2 separate regions of the Mus musculus genome follow, and region 2 is linked to region 1. Evidence: chromatin contacts called from public promoter capture Hi-C data. All regions are on one chromosome and are shown on one strand. The core of a region is the stretch at or near the end of the contact, and the rest is flanking DNA. Distances in the headings are between cores, read along the strand shown.

Region 1 (6,910 bases), core at 3,558-6,057:
CCTCACCTTCTCCACTTGGTGACCACCAGCTAACTTCTCCTGGCCTCTAAAGGTGTGCTTTCCACACAAGGACAGAGATCAACCCCCTGGTCAGTCACCTCAACTCCTCCCTGATCTCATACCTTTCAGCAACTTCTTGCTACTCTCAGACTAATAGCCAAGATCCTGGCCATGTCCAACAAACTTAGGCATCGCCTATTCACCCCTGTCGGGGACATCCTCCACCACTCTGTATCAGCTGTATCCTTTCACCTCCTTCTCCATGAAGATCTCCTCTGCCCCAGGACCTTTGAATAGGATGTACCCCCACTCCTGAACATTCTTTCCCATCTCCGCACCAGGTTTGTTCTTACTTGGTTGTGTTACTTCACACAAACACCAAGTCCTTAGGGGAGAGTTCTCTGAGCCCGTTACCTCCATCAAAGCAAGGATGGGGGAGGGGGAAGGTCGGGAAGGTCCTTGTGTTAGACTGTCAGCAGACACCATGTCCCTCTGCTCCAAGATGCATGTAATGTAGTCTTAATTACTTCATTCATTTCTGAGTCACCTGCTGTTTCATGTCCGGTCTCATCATGTGTGATTGTTGTAACTGGGTCAGCAAAGTGCCTGGTGTGTGGAAGGCTCGCTCTATCACTCCCCAGCAGCAGCAGATGCACCTAGGAATCACCAGCTCCAGGGTTTTCTCCTCGATATTTTGGGGGCCATTCTTTCCTTTGCATGATCACCATCTAAACCAGGTGGGATGTTTGCCCAGGAAGGAGGCATAAAGCACTATAGCCAAAATACTGGACTGAAGCAGCAACGTAAGGGAGGAAACGCTGACCTCAGCTCAAGGTTGCAGAGGGTTATAGTCATGCAGTGAAGGATGGCATCTGTATCACTTGACTGACGCTCACATAGCAGGGGACCAGGAGGCAGAAAAAGGAATAAGAAACCCATGTAACCTTCACAGATACACCCAGTTTCCTACCTCCTCCATCTATCCCCACTACTTAAAAGCCTCCCCAAATTGTGCTGTCACCTGGGATGCACATATTCAGCCTATGAGCCCATAGGAGATGGTTCACATTAGACCATGACTCAAGGTCTTCATCCATCCTTGTCTACACCAGTCCAAATCGTTGGGATACCTGTGGCTTGTGGAGATCTTTGCCCACAGCTGGGGTCTCCAGTGAGGAACTTCAGGTAGAAGAACATTACACAGCTGGCTCAGGCAAAACCAAACCAGGCTGCAGCAAGTCCTCAGTCCCCAGTGCTGAGCTTTGCAGTGAGTGGGAGTTTGCTGGAGATAAGGCTAAGCAGGATGGGAGCTGCTCCGGGGGTTAGACATTACAGCAGGGGCTGTTTTAAGGGAAAAAGGCCCCAGGGGTGGGGAGTGGACATTTTAAAAGATGATAAAAGATGACAGCAGAGGTGGGAGGAGGGACGTGGTGGGGGTGGAGCTTCAGAAGGGGAGGGGCAGGGCATTCTACACTCTGGGTCAGACAGAGCCCAGCCAGAAGCTGGAGTTGAGGCTTGCAAATGGGTGGAGCAAATGAACTTCTTACAGCTCAAACCTTAAACTCACATTCCCTGTAAGTCAGCCCACATCATTCCCATGAGTCTTGTGTTCCACCTCTGTGGAACAGGTGACACTTGCTCTGTCACATGGTACACCATGAGATGTTACTGTCTGTGGTTATTAAAACCTGGTGTCCTTCACTCTGTGAAGTGCCTCCCACAGCCGGAGAGCCTTACCAGGGTTTGTCTCAGGGACCGCAATGCTGCTGAGGATTGTAGTCTGTTATGCAGGGAAGGATGGCAGATGATCATATGACTGATGTCCACGTAGCAGGAGACCAGGAGGCAGAGAGAGGAACAAGGAACCCGTGTAACCTTCAAAGGCATGTGACTTCTGGACATGGCCCTTCTTGCTCGGCCAGGATCAGAGGCAGAGGAAAGAACACTCACTGGGCTTCAGAGGGAACAGATGGAAAAGCTAAAAACATGCCTATCTAGTCACCAGTCCGAATGTTTTCTTACTTAGGGTTTTTGTTGTTGTTGTTTGTTTTGTTTGTTTGCTTGCTTGTTTGTTTTTGGCAGGGGTGTGGTGTGGTGGGAGGATATTTTATTTACATAACCTTGTATATTTTATTTACATAACCTTGTATAATAAGTTCAGCCAGTATCTAAGCCACAGGAGGCACTGGGTTGTACTACCCTTTTGCACAAAGCAGTGAGTCCTGGCTCGAGGTTGCCTTCCATAGTCCCTTTTTTAGCAGGCCAGGTGCAAACACAGGTGAATATGGAACCCTGAGCAAGATGCTCACACAATGCCCTTTGCTCTCCACCACAATGCAAAGCTTTCTGTTTGCAATCCGCTGTTGTGTGAACGGGAACATTCACGGTCGCTCAGCTCCAGATGTGTCCATGGTGAATGTACACAATGTCTACCCACGCCTGCAGTGGTGAACATGACTGTTGGGTACAAAGATGCATTTTTCTTTTCTTTCTTTTTTTAACCATATCTTTGAAAAAAAAACAAAACAAAACAATTACTGTATGTAAATGTGTTTGACATTTGTCAGGATGTCAGAGGCAAAGCACGCGGTAGCGATCAATTAAAATCCGAATCTCTCACTTCAGAGTCTAAAAAGAAAACAAGGTAATTTTAAGAAGAACAAAGGGTATTTATTGATCCTAAGTCTTGCAGTAATGGCTGCAGCCCCTTCTGTTTGTGCCAATCACTCTGTGAGCAGCTTGTCGTCAGCTCCTCCTACAGGAACCTTGTTCCCAGCTCAGCCCCATTCATGCCTCAGCTCAGGGTGGACCACAGCTGTCCCCTGCTCTACTTGCCACATTCTCTGGTTGCTTTCAGTGTCAGTGGTAAAGAGAGCACCCCAGGTATATGAATAGATTCTTAGACATGGCACCTTAGGTTAAATCCCTGTTGGTAATCTGTCCCCGCCTTGGATAATTAGCTCTTAGTCCTTAAAGGAAAGTGTCTCTCAATTAGAAACGGCATGTGCGTTTCCTCACGGAGACATCTGGTGTGCGGTTCCTAGGGGCTTTGGCAAGTGGGCCAGGCTCTCCAGCTGTCCCTCATGACTCCGAAGCCTCAATCAAAAGTCTGGTTGAGGCTGAGACCTTGAGGCAATGTTCTCTTGGCAGCTGGAGAGCAATCTCCTATGGCCACTGGTCCTGGTCCTTCTGTCTAGGGGGCACAGGAAGGAGCCTGTGTGGTCCCAAGTGTACTGCCAACCAGTTTTCCTCCTTAACTTCTCATTCTGGGTTGAGCTGGTACTACAAACTAACCACAAGCTGTAAGCTACAATCCTTTATACAGAGGCAGGTGGGAGTCTGTCATGGTGGGGTATGAACTGGGGCGACTTGCCGACGGCCTACGGATATGGCCTCTGTCCTGCACCAGCGTGTCTATTTCAGCGTGTCTGTTTCTCTCATGCTGACTTCAGAACAGTCTTCCTGGGCTAGCCTGGCCTAGCAAGATGGCATAGCAGGTAAAGGTGCTTACTTGCCAAACCTGGTGACCTGAGTTCATTTCCCAGAATCCACATGACATAAGGGGAGAATCCACTCCCACCCATAAATTGTCCTCTGACCTCCACATCCGTGCCTTAGCCCATGTCCATACCCCACCCTCCACATAAATAAATGAAAATTTAAGATAAGTAAAATAAGTAAAAACAAACCCATGGCCTGCTCTGAGCTAAAGTTACTGGGACAACATCATGGCCAAAGAAAATGTCTGCTGCACAGAGCCCCAGATCCAGTCCTTACAGACCGAGTCCTTACGGGGCCGAGGTAGAATTCACACCCTTATGGGCCCTCTGCATGCCAGTGCTCATGGGAAGAATGGCGTGTAACACAGACATGAGACAGGACACTGTGTGACCCGGTCACAGTACTGAGACACACAAAGAGGCCTGCTCAGACAGAACCACACTGGCAGCTGCAGAGAGAAATCATATAACCCACTTCCTTATTGCTGTAATAAAATATCCCCAGAAAATCAACTTAAGGGAAAAAAGGTGGTTCTGGCTCTCCATTCCCTACAGATTTGGGTCTATAGTAGTTGGGAAGATAGGACCAGTCCCTAAATGTCACAGACTCTGTGACATGAGGTTTGTTCCTCCTTCAGAAATACAGGTATTCCTGAAAGCCTCTGTCTTGTGCTGGACTCTGCCTTACCTTCAAATATTTCAGAAGGGCAGAGAGGACACAGGGACATTCTGTGGTCAGAGAAGTCTGGCGTTGTCTGTCAGAGTTGGGGCTTAGAGCTGCAGATCCAAGACTGCAGCAATGACTCCTGGCTTGCCCCAAGAGAGTCCAAAGGACTCCAGTGTAAACTGAGAGCAAGGTCTGGGTCACATGACCCCTCAGTGCATGCCATGCAAGGGGCTATGTATAGGTTTTCAAAGAACCCCACTCCACTTCTGATTGCCAAAACAAAGCAGAGAGAAAAGCAAGCTTTATCTCCCTCTCACTGAGATGAGCTGGCTTACAGTTACTCTGGGAGTTGGTTTGTGCCTTCCTGCCCTGTCATGTAGACTTTCCTGGCCTGTGATTTAGGAGTTCAGCCCTATGAATTTTGAAGGCAGATGCAGCCTTCTGCTCGCTGAGGGCCAGATGCGGGTTTTTATTGACTCATCTTACACAGAGCATAATTAGACAGAGGCAGAAGCAGCAGTTGCCCAGGGCACTTAGCTGGGCGAAGAGGAAAGAACTGGCCTGTGACGTCTCAGCCCCACCCTCAGGAGGAGGACATCATCGAGGTAGCTCTGTCCTACAGAGCATCAGGCAGTGCCTGCTCAGGGTCAGAGGGACAATTGGCAGGGAAGCTGCAGTCCTAAGAGGTACCTGGGTGAGCTATGCCCTGAGTCAAAGGCGAAGCACAGAGACTTGTCAACAGTGCCAGACGCATTCCAATCCCTAGCCCATCTGGTACTAACAAAGACAGACCTCCCCGACCCTTCCTCTACAGGAAACCTTTCTGGCATCACCTGGGACAATGTTTCGAAAGTGTCATTCACAGTACCACTCTGTGCCTGGATGTTGAAAGGTCACCATGTGTCTTAGTTAGGGTTTTACTTCTGTGTACAGACACCATGACCAAGGCAAACTCTTACAAGGACAATATTTAACTGGGGCTGGCTTACAAGTTCAGAGGTTCAGTCCATTATCATCAAAGCAGGAGCATGGCAGTGTCCAGACAGGCATGGCACAGGAGGAGCACAGAGTTCTACATCTTCATCTGGAGGCTGCTAGAAGAAATCTGATGTCCAGGCAGCTAAGACCAGGGTCTTAGAGCCTACACCCACAGTGACACACCTACTCCAACAAGGCCCCACCTTCAAATAATGCCATTCCCTGAGCCAGGCACATACAAACCATCACACCATGGAAGCCTCCTACTCTGACTAAATTCTCCTTACTTTTTAAAAAGAGCAATTCTGATCCTTTCTTTCCTTTTGACACTCTGAAGTGTGATGAGGTAGTTTAGGTTTGGATGGAAATTTCATTATTAATCAGGTCTGGTAACACAGACCCACAATACTGCCTCTCCAGAAGGCTGAGGCAGAAGGATCTCAAGTTTAATGTCAGCTTAGGTTACAGAATGAGCTGAAGCCCAGCTGGGGCTACAGAAGCCAGCATGGGCAACTTAGCAAGAACATGACTCAAAAATAAAAAATAAAAGGATAATGGTTGTCCTGGTTTGTGCTCTGTTGGTGTGATAAAACTCTGATAAATCAATGTAGGGAGGGAATCAACGTGTTCCATCTCTTCTTCCTCCAGGAGAAGTGAGATGTAACAAGCAGTTAGCACGGGAAATCCCCGACAGAATGAGAAGCAACAGGCAAGACCCAGGAAAGGCAGCTGGAACAGCTCCTACAGAAACTTTGTATCAAGCTTGTCCCCCATCCCATCCTGGATCCACTAGCTACAGTTGCCTCTATTTGCCTCTTAATAGTCACCCTAATTCCAGACTGGAATGTGTAGACGTCTCCCAGCTGCTTTTAAAGGCTGCCTTATCGTTCTAAGAAAGCATCATACGTAATTACATTTAATAGACACAGAATTGATTGAAACACTTAGCTGGAACAAAAAGCCCAGACCTAATTTCGTAAACATGTTATTGTACAGTAACCCCCAATGAGTTTGTGCTTAAATCTCCTAATTAATTTTTAATTAAAAAGCTCAAAGATGCTATTACACTTGTTGTAAATGGCAGCCCCATGCAAGCAGAAACCACGGAGCAATGCAGACGAATATCTTCTATTAAAATCTGCGTTAATGAGAACGGCTGTGCTCCATATTTCTGATGCAGAAATGGAGAAGAAAACACTGTTTAAGAGGTTTGAGAATCTTCCTCAGGTCTTCCTGACTTGTGTAACACCGTGCAGCATGTGACGGCTTCGCATTCGACAAGCTGTCCGAACCTTTATCTCAATAGATCTTTCTTCTACCCCTTCCAATATCTAGCTAAATGTATCAGGTGCCTTTAGTAGCAAATTGTATTTAATATGGTCACAAGCCAAAGAAGGCTCCCACTTCCTCCAGCGATGAATTCCATCATCTTATTCAAACACTACCCAGTGTTGAATTAAAGTCCCTCCCCACACCCCTGCCTAACACCTTCTGTCCTCTCCAGTCTAATATCTCCATCTATCTGTCCAGGCTTGTGCGATTCTTTTGAATTCCAGTAATTGAAACTTTATGTTTCTCTGGGGATATGGGTGATGTCACCAGCGGGGAACTATTAATAGCACCAGACACAGAGGGAGAGCTTCTCAGAGAAGACCAAGTTGTTCTCCTCCTCCATAACTCAACCAGGGTGATACCATCACACGAGCAGGTGTCCTGTGCCTGCAGGGCTGTGGGGTAACTAAGTTACTGGCTGCTTACTGCTGTG
Region 2 (7,314 bases), core at 2,516-5,015, 730 kb before region 1:
TCTAACCACTTCTTCAACTGATGGATGTGAGAACCACACATCACGTGTAAAGGCACACTAGTATATCAGTGTGGTCGACAAGAAAGGTGTGGATGAAATGAGAGCCAATGGGAAAGAAATCACATGATTAAGAGAAACTGTACTTTACAGTTTGGATTAGTAGAAAATGTACTTGAAGGGTAAGGACCTCACCCATCACATGGGAGGTCCCAAGGTACAGAATGCAGACTCATTAGTGGGAAGATTTAGGCTAAAAAGGAGAGTGTCTGAAAGAGAAATTCATGGGCAGAAGGAGCCTGGGGCTGGCTTTTCAAAAATCTGGAATACAGGAGTCACAAGTTCAGGGAAGCTTGAGCCAAGGCTCTGGAAAGAACATGGAAGAGGCCAGTCAGTCCTCACGAAGCAGGGCTGGCTTCCTTGCAAAGAGGCTGGAGTGTGGACCTTTCAGGGTGAAGCTTCATATTGCAGTAGAGACCCCAGGATGATGGAAATGTCAGGAATGTGGGGTTTCTGTTGAGCAAAGCTGTAGGGCACCAAGGGAAGCTATCCGAAGAGAAGCCAAGTTGCCTCGAATTAGGAAGGTCATAAGGACAAGTTGCAAAGCCCATTAGCATTCACTGGGTGCTCTACACGCTGACTATTGGATGTGGAGCCACTAGTTTCCATGTTTGTCCTTCTTCCTTCTTTTGGTCTGATCTTTCCTGCTAGTCTCTCTTGTTTATTCTGCTCTACCATGTATTGGTATGTGTGTGTGTGTGAGCTGATCTTTGTTAATTCTGCAGAGCCTCACACTTAAGTGTTTACCTTAACTCTCAGAAGCATTGGAGCACCATTAAACAGTGTTGGAGCAGAATACAGGGGCTTGCACAGCTTGGCCGTATGTGTTTTCCATTATGAGATGGATATAAGCCTGTGGTGCCAGGGGCCGAATGTCATTATTTGAACCTGAACTGTGCCCGTCCAGGCTCATGTGTTCCAACACACGGCATCCAAATGGTGGCGCTGTTTTGGGAGCTTATGGAACATTTTGGGGCTGGGATCTAATTGGTAGATCAACAGAGGCAAGCCTGATCTCTTGGCCGGTCTCCTCTTCACCATGATATGAACAGGCCTGCCACATCTTCCTGCTGCCATGCCTCACCATGAGGAATGGAGATCTTCTCAAACCCTGAGACAAAACAAACCAGTCCTCCTATAAGTCACTCAGCCATGGCCTCTCAGCTAAGTACAAAGAAAAGCAAGGTTGTGTCGATATTCCTTCTTCATGCTTGCACCACACCGCTGAGTTAGTATTTTGGGGGCTTTCTTCCTTGCACTCCTCTGCCCCTTCTGTGACTCTCGAGTGGTGGTACCTTATTTATTGATTAATCTTCAACACAGAGTCCTCTGTAGCCAGCCCATCACAGCCCGTGACAAATAGAGTTTGTCTAATGATACTAGTTTTCCAGTGTGATAGTTAAGGAGATTATTTAATGAGGCTGAAGCCAATGTTACTTAACATAACATTACAGCATTATTTAATAAAACAAATTTTAAAGCGATGCCAGGGAATTAAGTGCATAACTCTCATTATTGTGAATGGTTGTTGCATACCTAATTCCCCTGCTCAGCATACTGAAACTCGGCCGCAGCTCCTCCTCCTATGGAAATGAGCTCCCGAGCATCTGCGCAAAGCATGCTGGCCGGCCACGGGTATAAATAACCACAGTGTTGTTTCTTTGTGTATGCAGAAATTAGCCCTGACCCTGATAGAGGTAACGTCTGCATATAGATTCAATTTGACAATTAGTGGCATGTAAGGGTCATTACCAAGGAAATGAGGTAAACATCTAATTAGTTTTTATTGACTTTCACACCCTGGATGTAAATCTTGGGAACAGGTAGGACTCATCACCCGCTAGGGCCTCAACGCTGGCATTTATGTGTTCAGTGAGATGGTTTATGTGTCCAGTGGCAGCTGCTGAGTGCGCAGGCTTGAAGAGGACGCACTTTGCCTGGAACACGGGTGGCGAGTGACGCTCTCTGTAACAAGCCTTGGGCTGTGTGCGTTACTCTTGACTTCAGTGAGAAGAACTGAAGAATCTGGGGTTCAGAGATGGGGAAAAGTCTGGCTGGAACAGAGGCAGCCTCTGATGTTCTCTCGGTGACCATGAGTAGCACAAAAGAGCATGCTGGGAGCTCGCCTGAACATGTAAGGCTAGCCTTTCTTGGTTGAGCCTTGGCTAACCTCTTTAAAAAAAAAAAAAAAAAAAAAAAAACCTGGGTTGATCATAGAGTGAAGAGAACATATTAGTCTATATACAATGGAGACATCATCAACATAAGCATAATGTGCCCACTCCCAGGTACCTGCCCCTCATCTTTACTCTTCTGCCTGTGGAAGGGAGTGCTTCTTCATCCTCACTAGCTACAAACACACCTGGTGCTGCTCAGCAAGGCTCAGGACACTGTGAGCCGTCAGTGCCAATCTGAGACGGAACAGATAAATGACTTCACGGTGGACACACCCACACGAGCTGCTTCCAGAACACGTTAAGAGGATGTGAATGCAATGTATCGGGCCAAGAAGGCAGCGAAGGGAGGAAAAGAGTTTGTTTTCCAAATCCCAGCCCTCAAGTCTGGAAGGCGTTTTGTACAGTGTAAAGAAAATCAACTCAGACTAAATAAAGGAAGTGTGACTTCATGCCTTTGGTATTAGGCACATGGAAATCATTAGTTGAAGGTCCCAAGTATATATGCTCAGAAGGGGCTTCAGTACCATTACTTGTATGAATACTTACTCTGTGTGTGTCCCAGTGTGGCTGGCCCAGGGGATGCGGGAGCTCATTCAGGTGAGTAGAGAGAATGTCACCCATCTGCATTTATATATCACGAGTCACAATTCCTGCCGGTTCCCAGAGGGACGTTTTTTTATTCCTGTGCAGTGTGGTGGCAGCTGGATCTGGGGTGAGTTAGACAAAATTTAAGTTTGTATCAACGTGGTAGAAGGAGCCTGGGCGTGTGCTTGGGACATAGCCACACATGGTCATTCTGGAGGTCATGTATGTTCGGCTCTTCGGTCGATCAGCTTAGCACCCTGCCTTTAGACTGCTGAGCCTCAGCTGTGGCACAAAGACGGAGAAAAGCATGAAGAAGCCTTGTTGGGTCTCTCAGCCCATAACCCATGGAGTCCAGCATGTTGATTTGGCTTACCCTCTTTAGAGAGAATACGACCAGCTTGGCAGATGCTATGGTGTTCCAATAGCATAGGAGTTCTCCCAGACAGAAAGTAGTGTTGCCAAGGGTCTCATGCATTCTAGCATGAAGTTCTAGCAGGAAGTCAGGCAACTGTGTGGATGAAAGCTGCAGCCAGAGGGAGGTGGAGAGGGAAATGTACATTCCAGACATTTCTGGGTCAAGCTGGGCAGATTTAATGACTTGGTAGAGATAGCAGGTGTCAGAGAAAGAAGGTGACGTGTAAGCATGAGAGGCTGAGTGCTGGACTGGAAACCACTTTCCCCATTTCAGACACTGGGGTGAGTGGAGTTTCCAAGAACAGGAAGCCAGAAGCGGCTTGTTACAGTGCCAGGGAAGGTCACACAAGAGCGAGATCCATCCTACCTGAAGAGGCCCAAACTCAGCCGGATGCAGAAGAGGGACTGTGAGATGCAGCCATCAAAGTCAAGCGAAGAATGGTATACAAACGACCAATGTGTTGGCCGCCATGGGAAATGAAGCCGTGAGGCATCCAGGATATCCCCTAACTGCAAGGTAAAGCCAGGACCCAGAAGGCTTTGGGGCAGATCATGTGACCACCAAACTGGGAATGCTGGGAACAGAGGAAGGGCAGTGGAACAGCCGAGCTGGCTGAAGGAGACTCCAGTGGTCCAGGCTCCACGCAACGGTAGCATAGGAAGAAAGATGAAAACTTATCCCATCAAATAGGGGGACGAAAATCCATGTGCATAACCACATTCAGCCTTGCCAAACAACTAACTTCTAAACAACCAAATAAATACGAGTTAGGCAGGAAAAAGCTTTTTTTTTTTTTTTTTTTTTTTTTTTTTTTTTTAAAGTGTAGAATTATCGGCCCCTGAAGGAGCGGGATGAAATGAGTCTTCCCAGCCACAGTGATCAGAACTGATTGAGGCAAGGACATCAATGGATGCTCACAGCACGCGATGAAGGAGCCCGCTGGAGAGGTTGTCTACACCACCGAGAAGTCCAGTGTCATGGTTACTTATTAATTACTGAGGGCAAAGGAGGACTTAATAAGCCGGGAGGCTGACAGACACTCCAGAGTGGTGATCAAGCTCAAGAGACTGAACAAAGGACTTGGTGACTTCTTAAACCCCAGTGGACTGCGCAGTAAGGGGACATTGCCTCACGAACACGATTATCCAGGATCAGATCACATAAGTACAATTGAGGGGTCGTCTGCAAATTAATTACCCAGATGTACCAGGAGATCAGTGCCTTAGCAGAAAATAGAGACGAAGTCTGGGGAGCTATTCCAGATTCGAGGGGATTAAAGGAATCGTGCAACCCAAAGAATTTCTGATCCTTAATTACCCTGGATTTTTTTCCTGGATTAAAAATTAAAGCAGATATAAAAAGAATTATTGAGACAATTGGAAAAAATTGACTATGGAAATAATTTCAGATGATAAGATCGGGTCCTATAACTGTCGCCAGGGTGGAAGCACAGTGAGTGATACTGTGTCACGTTGGGCAAGAGAAGGCTCGTTTGTTTTTCCCCCTGCTTTTCATGTGTTTGCATGTGTCTCTGTGTGTATGTGTGTATGTATGTATGTATGTGTGTGTATATATATATATATATATATATGCATGTGTGTATATGTGTGCATATTGTATATGTATGTGTATATGTGTGTATGCATATATGTATGTATGTGTGTATTTTGTATGTAACTGTGTGTTTGTATGTGTGTATATTGTATGTGTGTATTTTTGTATGTGTGTATATAGGTGTGTATGTATATAGGTGTGTATTATGTATGTATATGTGTGTATGTATTTATGAGTATATGGGTATATGTATGTGTATACATATGTGTATGTATAAGTGAGTATTATGTATGCATATGTGTGTATGTATGTGTATATGGGTGTATGTATGTGTACTCATGTGTGTATATGTGTGTATGTGTATATATGCCTGTGTATATACGTATGTATGCATGTATTTATATATGTCTGTCTATATATATGTGTGTATGCATATGTGTATATATATGTGTGTGTATGTATGTACATATGTATGTCTATATGTGTGTATATATTCATGTGTGTATATGTGTGTGAATTTATGTATGTATGTACATGGATATATATACATATATATGTGTGTGTGTGTGTGTGAATGTACCTGAGGTTGATAGCAGTGACCACTGCTGAGTGCTCTTCCATCTTATTCGTCACTCAGTGTCTCTCAATCAAACATAGATCTAACCAATAGACTGACTCTTGTTCACCAGTTCATCCTGGGGATTGTGGTCTCCTCCTGCTGAGGTTGGGACTGCAGCCAAGTCAGCACAGCTGTCCAGGATTTACACTGCTTTCTGAGGGGGTGTGGCAAGGGATCGGGAACTCTGCTCCTCATGCTTGTATAGCAAGTATTTTAACATCATAGCCATCCCAGTCATGGTGTCTGCTTTTAAGGACATGTTATTGATTTGCTTATTAATAAAGTGACCTAATAGCTATGAATCTAAGAGCTCAATTAGATGGTGTACAAAACTGTACAAGTGTGTGTGCATGTGTGTTACTGTGTGTGCATTTATATGCATTTGTATGTGTTTATGTGTGTGGGGGTGTGCATTGTACTCATCTCCATGCACACTCAAGTGTGTATAACAACCATCTTACAGCTGGTATGTAGGTATAAGAATTTAGAAGTAACAAGTTGGGGAAAGGAGGATATATCTGGAGACTGTCAGTGTCTACCCAAAACACATGTGTGGGTGTGGACGTAAATTAGAGGCAGACACTCTGATGTGGGAACGATCCTTCAGAAACGAGAGCACACACTCATGAATATGCATGCCCAAGAGTCTTTTGGTATCAAAAACAAACAGAGCAGTCCAGAAACAAACTGACTATCTGTCCATCAAAGATTAAAATTTGGGACATTTATAATGTGGAATTTTATGCAGCTATTAGAAAGGATGCCTCTGGCAGAGCGATGGGTGAGATATGACAAACTACTAAAATCCGCCCCAGATGCTGATGAGAAAAACATCCCTTTAAAATGCATGGCTCCCAGAGAGAAAGTGAATTCTCCATGAAGGACAGCACCCATGGCTGCTGGGAACCCAGCACAGTGGCAGGGACAGGCAAGAGCTTACCACTTCTCAGCAATGGCAAACCAAGCCACACTTCCATCCCGAAACAGGAGCCCAAATATTGGCTACCTCCACATGAGGTGAGGTGCTGAGTCTTCCCTCAGGGCACTGCACAGTTCACAGTGCACAGTGGTGGGGGTAGGGGTGTGGGGTGTGGATGGGGTCGGGGAGGTCTACTTAGATTTAGAGGAGGGAAAATTTGCCCTGGAAACCCATGGCCCCAGACTTTAGTGCTGTGTGGGCTGAGCTTGTACGGCCGTCCACCAGCCTTACACGTGGTTTGAGCTGTCCTTGCTAGTGCTGGTCTGACCACTGCAGAAGGGAAGGGGAATTCCCCCTCCCATACAGACAGCAGGAAATTCTGTGCTGGTTAGTCTTGTCAACCTGACAAGGATGGAGTTGCCTGGGAAGAGAAAACTTCAACTAAGGAGTTTCCTCCATCAGACTGGCAGCGAGCCTGAGTGTCTGGTGTTTTCTTGACTGATGATTGATGTAGGGGTGTGCAGCCCACTATGAGTGGTACCAACCCTGGGATGCTCATCCGGGGTTGTATAAGAAAGCAAGCTGAGCAAACCATGAGGGGCAAACCAGTACACGTCCTTCCTCAATGGTCTCTGCTTCATTTTGGTCTCAGGTTCCTGCCCTTGCCTTACATGATGATGCTCTATTACCTGGAAGTGTAAGGGGAAACATGCCTTCCTCCTCCAAGCCTGTCTTGGTCAGTGTCATGTCACAACATCAGAAAGCAAAGAGGCACACTCTTGGATGAAATTCCAAGTTGGCACAAAGTCACCAGGAGCAGTGGGAAGCAAAGTGACTCCTGTGATGATTGGGGTGTGCGCTTATCCTATGGTTCCTAGTGTTATCTTTGTTGCTGTGATAAAATGTCCCTGGAAAAGGAACTGAGTGGAAAAAGGGCTCATAGCTCACGTTTTCAGGTCACAGCCTCTAAGGTCAGGGAAGCTGCAGA

Evidence for each region. Promoter capture Hi-C pulls out the DNA fragments that hold promoters and counts their contacts.
Region 2: a contact with region 1 is called in a promoter capture Hi-C map of cranial neural crest, with 4 times the contacts expected there. The contact joins the promoter of 4930591A17Rik here to the enhancer-like site in region 1. A contact is called at or near these places in 7 of 39 promoter capture datasets (the 3T3-L1 cell line, the C10 cell line, cranial neural crest and 3 more) and 1 of 9 other capture datasets (embryonic stem cells).

The regions. Positions count from the first base shown.
Region 1 is chr2:178,682,403-178,689,312 of GRCm38.p6, reverse strand. It overlaps Gm35815 (a long non-coding RNA gene), which reads right to left. Exons shown (of 3, transcript XR_001783599.1): 3 at 2,099-2,507. Among named protein-coding and RNA genes, the nearest start is that of Gm35815, 5.2 kb to the right of the region's middle. Within about 2 kb of position 4,807, at least 17 of the 459 cell types and tissues checked have an H3K27ac peak or open chromatin away from gene starts, as enhancers often do.
Region 2 is chr2:179,411,387-179,418,700 of GRCm38.p6, reverse strand. 4930591A17Rik (RIKEN cDNA 4930591A17 gene) reads right to left here and starts at 3,765. Exons shown (of 3, transcript NM_026596.2): 1 at 3,601-3,765; 2 at 2,781-2,941; 3 at 1,821-2,229. The coding sequence starts at 2,861. The coding sequence ends at 1,927.